2 separate regions of the Macaca mulatta genome follow, and region 2 is linked to region 1. Evidence: chromatin contacts called from public Hi-C data. All regions are on one chromosome and are shown on one strand. The core of a region is the stretch at or near the end of the contact, and the rest is flanking DNA. Distances in the headings are between cores, read along the strand shown. Region 1 holds the start of MAPKAPK2 (MAPK activated protein kinase 2). Region 2 overlaps MAPKAPK2 (MAPK activated protein kinase 2).

The links. Hi-C and Micro-C count contacts between places; a contact is called where the count stands out from the background.
Region 2: a contact with region 1 is called in a Hi-C map of CD4 T cells, with 2.0 times the contacts expected there. The contact joins the enhancer-like site here to the promoter of MAPKAPK2 in region 1. A contact is called at or near these places in 5 of 14 Hi-C or Micro-C datasets (CD4 T cells, blood, cortical neurons and 2 more).

Annotation. Positions count from the first base shown.
Region 1 is chr1:64,428,326-64,431,437 of T2T-MMU8v2.0, reverse strand. It overlaps MAPKAPK2 (MAPK activated protein kinase 2), which reads right to left and starts at 1,364. Exons shown (of 10, transcript XM_078004832.1): 1 at 744-1,364. The coding sequence starts at 1,028.
Region 2 is chr1:64,469,249-64,472,582 of T2T-MMU8v2.0, reverse strand. The region is part of intron 1 of MAPKAPK2 (MAPK activated protein kinase 2); the gene reads right to left. Among named protein-coding and RNA genes, the nearest start is that of MAPKAPK2, 41 kb to the right of the region's middle. Within about 2 kb of position 1,497, at least 1 of the 40 cell types and tissues checked has an H3K27ac peak or open chromatin away from gene starts, as enhancers often do. A contact at or near this core is called in CD4 T cells, where this site is marked.

The DNA of each region.
Region 1 (3,112 bases), core at 115-2,614:
GGAGTCGGAATCAGCACGGGTCCGGCCGCGGGTTACAGACTCAGTTCACAATCATCAGCCGGGCCGCGGACACCGCCGGCCTCTCCCCGGAGCCGCCCCGCGCGGGGGTGGGACGGGGCCAGCTCCGGGATCCAAACAATCCCGCCCCCGCAGCCGGGGGACGCCCAGGACCCTGCCTCAGCACACCTCCTGGCTGGCGCGCCCCAAGGCGGCCCGGATGCCCTCCCGAGGCTCGGGGAAGTGAAATCACACATTCCGGCTCCCAAATAAGGAGCGAGGCTAAATAAACCTCTGCGATCCGACTTCTCCAAACCAACCGACCAACCGGCTCAATGAGTAATGGGCCTTTTGTGCCCGCAGAGAGAGAAAAAGGAGGGAGGAGAGGACGGGGAACCACCCCCCCCAAAATCACTTCCTTGAGATGGAGTGAAATTAGCAGAAGTCCCGAGGCCAACCGTTCCGACTCGGCTGGATTCCGCTCAAACCCCAAAATGGCAGGGTCCCCTGAGTCCCCGGAGCGGGTTCCAGGGCTCCCGCCCGGGAGCGGCCGGAAGCGGTCAGGGTGGCGAGGGCGCTGGGACCCGCCGCCCGCCCCGCACTCGGCACCCCCGGCCCGGCCGCCCCGCCCCGCCGCGGCCACCCCTCCGCCAGCGCCGCGACCCAGGCCGGGACGGGAACCCGACGCTGGGGAGCTCCAGGGCCCGGGGCCGGCCCCGCCTCCCCTCCCCGGGCCCCAGACCTACTTTGAGGGCGAATTTCTCCTGGGTCCTCTTGTTGAAGATCTGCAAAACTTTCCCGTTGATGCCCAGCCCCAGGACCTGGCTGGTGACCTTGTAGTCATCGATGATGGCGTTCTTCTTGATCTGCAGGCCGGACTTGACATGGAACTGCGGGAACTGCTGCGGGGGCGGCGGCGGCGGCTGCGCCGGGGGGTGCGGCGGGGCAGGGGCAGGGGCGGGGGGCTGCGGCGGCGGGGCCGGGGCGGGGAAGGGCACCGGCGGGCTCTGGCCCTGGGAGTTGGACAGCATGGTGCCCGGGGGCTCGGGGATACGGGCGAGGGTGCCCGCGGCCGCCCCCTCCTCCGGCTCCGGGCCCCCTCCCCGCCGCCCCCCGACCGGCTGCGAAGTTCGCTCCGAGCTGGAGCCGGCTTCCCCGACCCGGCCCGGCTCCAGGCTCGGCGGGTCGCGGGGCTCCGTGGGTCCCGCCGCTCGCCGCTGGCGCCCACCGGCCGGGCGCCCTCCCTCCCTCCCTCCCTCCCCCCGGGGGCCTGGCGCTCTGGGGACCGCGGGGCGGCGGGGGCCCGGCCGGGGGGAAGCGGCCGCGCGACAAAGTACCCAGCCCCGGGCCGGCGGCCGCGTCACAGCCTCGTCTGCGTCCGGGGCCGGTCCTTAAAGGGGAGGGGAGGGGGGCGTGGCCTGGGGAGGCGTGGTGTGGGGGAAGGGCGGTCCTTAAAGGGGAGGACGCCCGGTGCCGGGAGCTGGGAGGATCGCGGAGTAGTCTGGGGGCTGCTGCCTGGGGGACAAGGAGCGAGGACGAGGAAATCCTAGTTCTTAACCAAGGCCATGCAAAGGGAGAGGGGAGGCGTGTCAAAGGAGCTGCTTAATTCAGATGGAAAATCCACTCCTCTCCAATTGTCTGGGCCTCTCAGCGTCAGCGAAATTGGGAGAAGGGTGTATTTCCAAGGAGAGGGATGGCTGGTAGGTGTCCAGCTAGATGAGACCTCGCGGGGGAGCTGGAATCGTCCCAGGAAAAGGTGTGAGCCAAAGGCGGGCGTATTAAATATTTCCCTAACTTCAACATTTTCCTCTGAGGTTTTTTGCATCTCTTTTCTCATTAATTTATTGTTTTTCAGTAAAGACGTATTATTGTGTCAGGAGCACTTTACTAATTATACCTTTGAACATGTTTTCATGTAAAAAAACTAAAAAGGATACAGGGTGGCAAGAGGATGGGTTGAGATTTGGGCCGCCATAATTCCCGCCATCCTTTGCCACGGATTGGCTGCGTGAGGCTGAGCAAGCCTTGCACCTCTCTCTCCGTGGGAAGAACAGTGAGAGTTTTTCAAAGGTTGTGGGCAGAGTCAGAGGAGATAATGAAACTGAAGGGGAGGCCCTGGGGAATGGCTTCTGATTTCCGATGTGGAAAAATTAATCCGTAAGAAGTGGGTTAGCCCCGTGTATCTCAGGAAAAGCCCAGGGATCTAGCTGGACCCTGCATAGAAGCTGCCAGGAGGCCTCCACACACATTCTAATGGGGTTCGAGATGACCAAGTGCATCCCTGCTGACCTCCTCCCACCTCTGACTGACAGAACAGTTGAGAAATGGCAGGCGACCCAGACAGGTGAACACAAAACCTCAGCTTAAGTCTTGGTGAGGCCAGTTAGAGAATGAGGCTTGACCTATGGCCACACATTCCCCCTGAGAGGTCCCCCAAAACTCCAGAAAGAAGACAGCACCTCCGGAAGGGGCCCTTGGGGATAGAACTTAGGTAGGTAAGGCACAAGTGCCAATGTCTCTTCCCTCATTCACCTTTCCCAGAAGATGCTTGTGGAGGCAGGAATGAGGGGGAGGAGTGAGGGGCGGGACTTACCCTCCCAACGCTGTCCTTTCCTGGGGCAGGCAGGGCTCTGTGGACCAAGGAGAGACATGGTTTCCCGGACACGAACATTTGCTCTTCTCAAGCAGCATCTGCTCAGCGCCATGCTGAGCCCTGCAGCGGTGGATGGTGTTAATCTGGTGGGGAAGAAGACAGATACCAGTGGCACAGAGAGGATGGCAGACACCTTCCTAGGAGCCCAAAGCACAGGGATTCTCTTCTGTCTGTAGCAGCTAGCAGCTTCCTCCCGAGTCTACAGGATAGATATGGTTAGACAGCTCCCCGGATTCCCTTGACTCTTCAAAGACAAAGACACTACCTAAGGCCAAGGGGATGGGAAAACATCTTCACTCCAACACTTCTATAGCACTGCTGTCATCTCCCGGAAGCACACACAGGAGATGCCCAAGGACAAGAGGAACACAGAGGTGGGAAGGTGGAAGGCTCCAACTGCTCAGGCTCTGGTCTGGGGCTGCTCTGGAATCTGAGTTGGTCTTTTTTCTCTTTGCAGAGTCA
Region 2 (3,334 bases), core at 248-2,747, 41 kb before region 1:
CCTCAGGGGTTCAATCTTGACTTGTCTAAGCCAGTCTCATTAATTCCAGTCCCTTTGCTAGTGACTGGCTTGGGAACGAGCCTACAACCCAACTGGCCAAGAACCTTGTAAGAAATCTGCTAAGAGGCTTCTTAAAGGGAGCACAAGAAACCTACATCTCTCTCCTGTATATGGCACCTGGGACCATGACAGTCACATCATTACCAGTAAGGGGGGCCTAAGAGGATAAACCAATGCACCAAGGAAGGCAACCAGGAGAGATGGCAACTACCTGGATCCTTGCTGACATCACCAGGGATCCCTCAGGACTTATTTTTGACAAGATAATAAACTCTTCTTACTGTTTAAGCTGCTTTTCGTGAAATTTTTTATTGCCTGGAGCCAAAATCATCCTGATCTACCCTTCCTTTGTAAAGTGGGGATGGATAATGGCTTCTGTTTCACATATTTGTTGTGAGGATTAAGTGAAATATTTCCACAAAGCACCTCACAGAGTGTCTGACATATATGCTCACTAATAGCTGTCATTTTTATCACCAATTGTCTGCTAAGTGCAAGCACAGGTGCCAAAATAATTCAGACAACGACACTCATAGATTTAGCATCTTCATGGGAAGTCAAGAAGAGCCCTATATGGTCTACACTCCAGCTGCTTTGGACATTCAGAGGGCTGGGGTGTCCAAGAGACAGGCTGGGAAGGAAATGGACAGGCAGAGGGAAGGCATGCAGGCAGAGGGGAATGTGGCAAGCAGGTGCTGACTGACTGAGATGGAGTGGAGCTGGGGTGATACAGCAGGGAGGCCTAAGAACCTGCTAGAAAGTGTCTGAAGCTTGCAAATAAGATCAGATGGCCACGATGGAGCCAGCTTGCAGGGGGCAGGGAAGGGCAAATGAGCATTTCCAACAAGAAAGCTGGCATACATTCATGCTATGGCCCATGGTATGTTGGGTTTTTCCTAACTGTACATTTGCCATTTTACAGGATGAGGAAGCTGAGGCTCAGGGAAGTAGCATGCCCAAGGCTAAGTTTCTGAGAAAAGGCAGAGCCAAGGTTGGAATCCAGGCCTGGTAGATTCCAAAGACCAAGGCTTTCCACCACACCACCCAGTTTTTAGAGGAGGCTGGAAGCCAAGATTTCTCTGACTGACTTTGCAGAGGCAATTCCCCAAACAGGTATCTAGAAGGAATCAATGGCTAGATACCATGGAGTAACAGGTGGCTGGAGCCAATAGGTGCAGGAGGCAAGGTTCCCATGAGGTCACACTGCCACCTTGTGGCCATATGAGGACACGGCATGGGTCTTCAGTTCTGCCACCTTTAACTTCCTTCGAGATTTTTTGTTGTTGTTTTGGGGACCGGGTCTTGCTCTGTTGCCCAGACTGGAGTGCAATGACACAATCTTGGCTCACTGCAACCTCCACCTCCCAGGTTCAAATGATACTCCCACCTCAGCCTCCTGAGTAGCTGGGATTACAGGTGTGAGCCACCAGGTCTGGCTAATTTTTTGATGTTTTTAGTAGAGATGGGGTTTCGCCATGTTGGCCAGGCTGATCTCGAACTCCTGGTCTCAAGTGATAACCTACCTTGGCCTCCCAAAGTGCTGGGATTACAGGTGTGAGCCACCACGCCCAGCCTTCGACTTCATTCATTTGGATGTACCAGGAAAAAAGTTTATTTTCCCATGCTCTAAGGGGAGCAAGAGAAGGCAATGGCCAGTTTCCTTTGTATATAATTCAATCCAACAAGCATTTACTGAGCTCCTACTATGGGCCATGCATTGCACTGAATGTCAAAACCAAATAGAACAGTCCTGATCTGGAAAAGCCTAGGCTAGTGGAGGCAGAAGAAGATATGAGGGGAGACACAGAAAATCCTTAAAATCCAGTGAGATTATATGCTGTAAGAGTGCTAAATTCAAAGGGTTCAGGAGGAACAAGGTTTCCAGAGCAGCCACGCAGAAAGAACCTCGATCGCCCCCTACAGGCACATAAGACCTGGAGCCCAGAGGAGAATTAAAGTTGTCAGATTTACTCAGAAGCAATGCATGGTTGTAGAGCTACAATCAGGGAAGACTTGGCCCAGTCTGAAAATTGTCAGTTTCTTCTTGCACAGCTTCACAGAGAGGTCTGCCTTTCAGAGCCTGTGCCACATGCATTTAGGAGCGATGATACCTGCCTAGCCTCCCCTTCACAGAAACATTATGAGCATCTAATGAAATAATACCTCTAAAAGTGCTTTATTGTCAGAAAGGCATTCATCACTGTTAACCAGTACCACTAATGCCACAGAACGGGGGGTCCCTCCGTCACCAGTGAGTAGAGCCTGGAGCATGTAGATGTAACCAGTACAAGTTACTAGCAAGACTGTAGGCTGGGTTTCTGTCTTCAGTGCAGTGACCACCACCAGGACATCCGCCAACCAGAGCTGTGCTAAGTGAGGATGCACCAAGATCCAAATCCAAATGCATGCTCCTTGGCACCCCCTGAATTGCAAGCGCCCACTGCAACCTCCACACTTTCTGCCCTAGACACGTTAAGAGTGCATGGTACAAGGCAAAGGAGAGTTTGCGCAAGAAGGGCTGGGTTCACATCGCACTTCCAGACTTGCACAAACTCTCTACCCATTAGAGGAGGCGGGTGTAGCACAGTGAACCTGGGTTTTGCAATTACGGGCATTTTGAATCCCAGTTCTGCACTTCCTAGCTTGTGTCAGGCAAGCCCACCTATCTTTCTGAAAAGGGTTTCCTCATCGGTAAAATTAGATTCAACTTTGTGAAATAATATCCTTGAAGGTGCTTCAGAAACTCTATACAGGGTAGTTTTTACTTTTAAAAAATTTACCCTGTTGCATATTTATGCCTTATCTGCCCAACCTAACTGAGTTTCTAATGGGCAAGATCTAATCTGATTTCTGTTTACTCCCTCCCCTCTTCCTTCCCTCACCTAGTGGTTAGGAATTTCTGAGCCAATATCGCCTCATTCTGTTGCTTCTTCTCCCTACTAAACTCTCCCCCAGTGACTGAGTGAGGGTGAGCTGTCCTTTCTGTCCTGAATTGGAAAAGGTAGTATTTTTAATTTCTTAGAGAAACACAGCAAGAATTTCCCATGAAGACTGGTCATTGCACATCCTGCATTTGTATTCCAGAACTTACATTAAATTTAAAAAAAAAAAAAAAAAAAAAGGACTGGTCATTGACATTCATCCAGGCACATGTTTATCAGAAATCCCTGACTGGATAGGAAAATCAGCCCAAGCAATGAAAGACCTTCAAATGGGTGAGGCAGGCTGGCTGACGTCATGGGCGCACAGCCCTGAAGTGCCAAAGTGGCTTTGT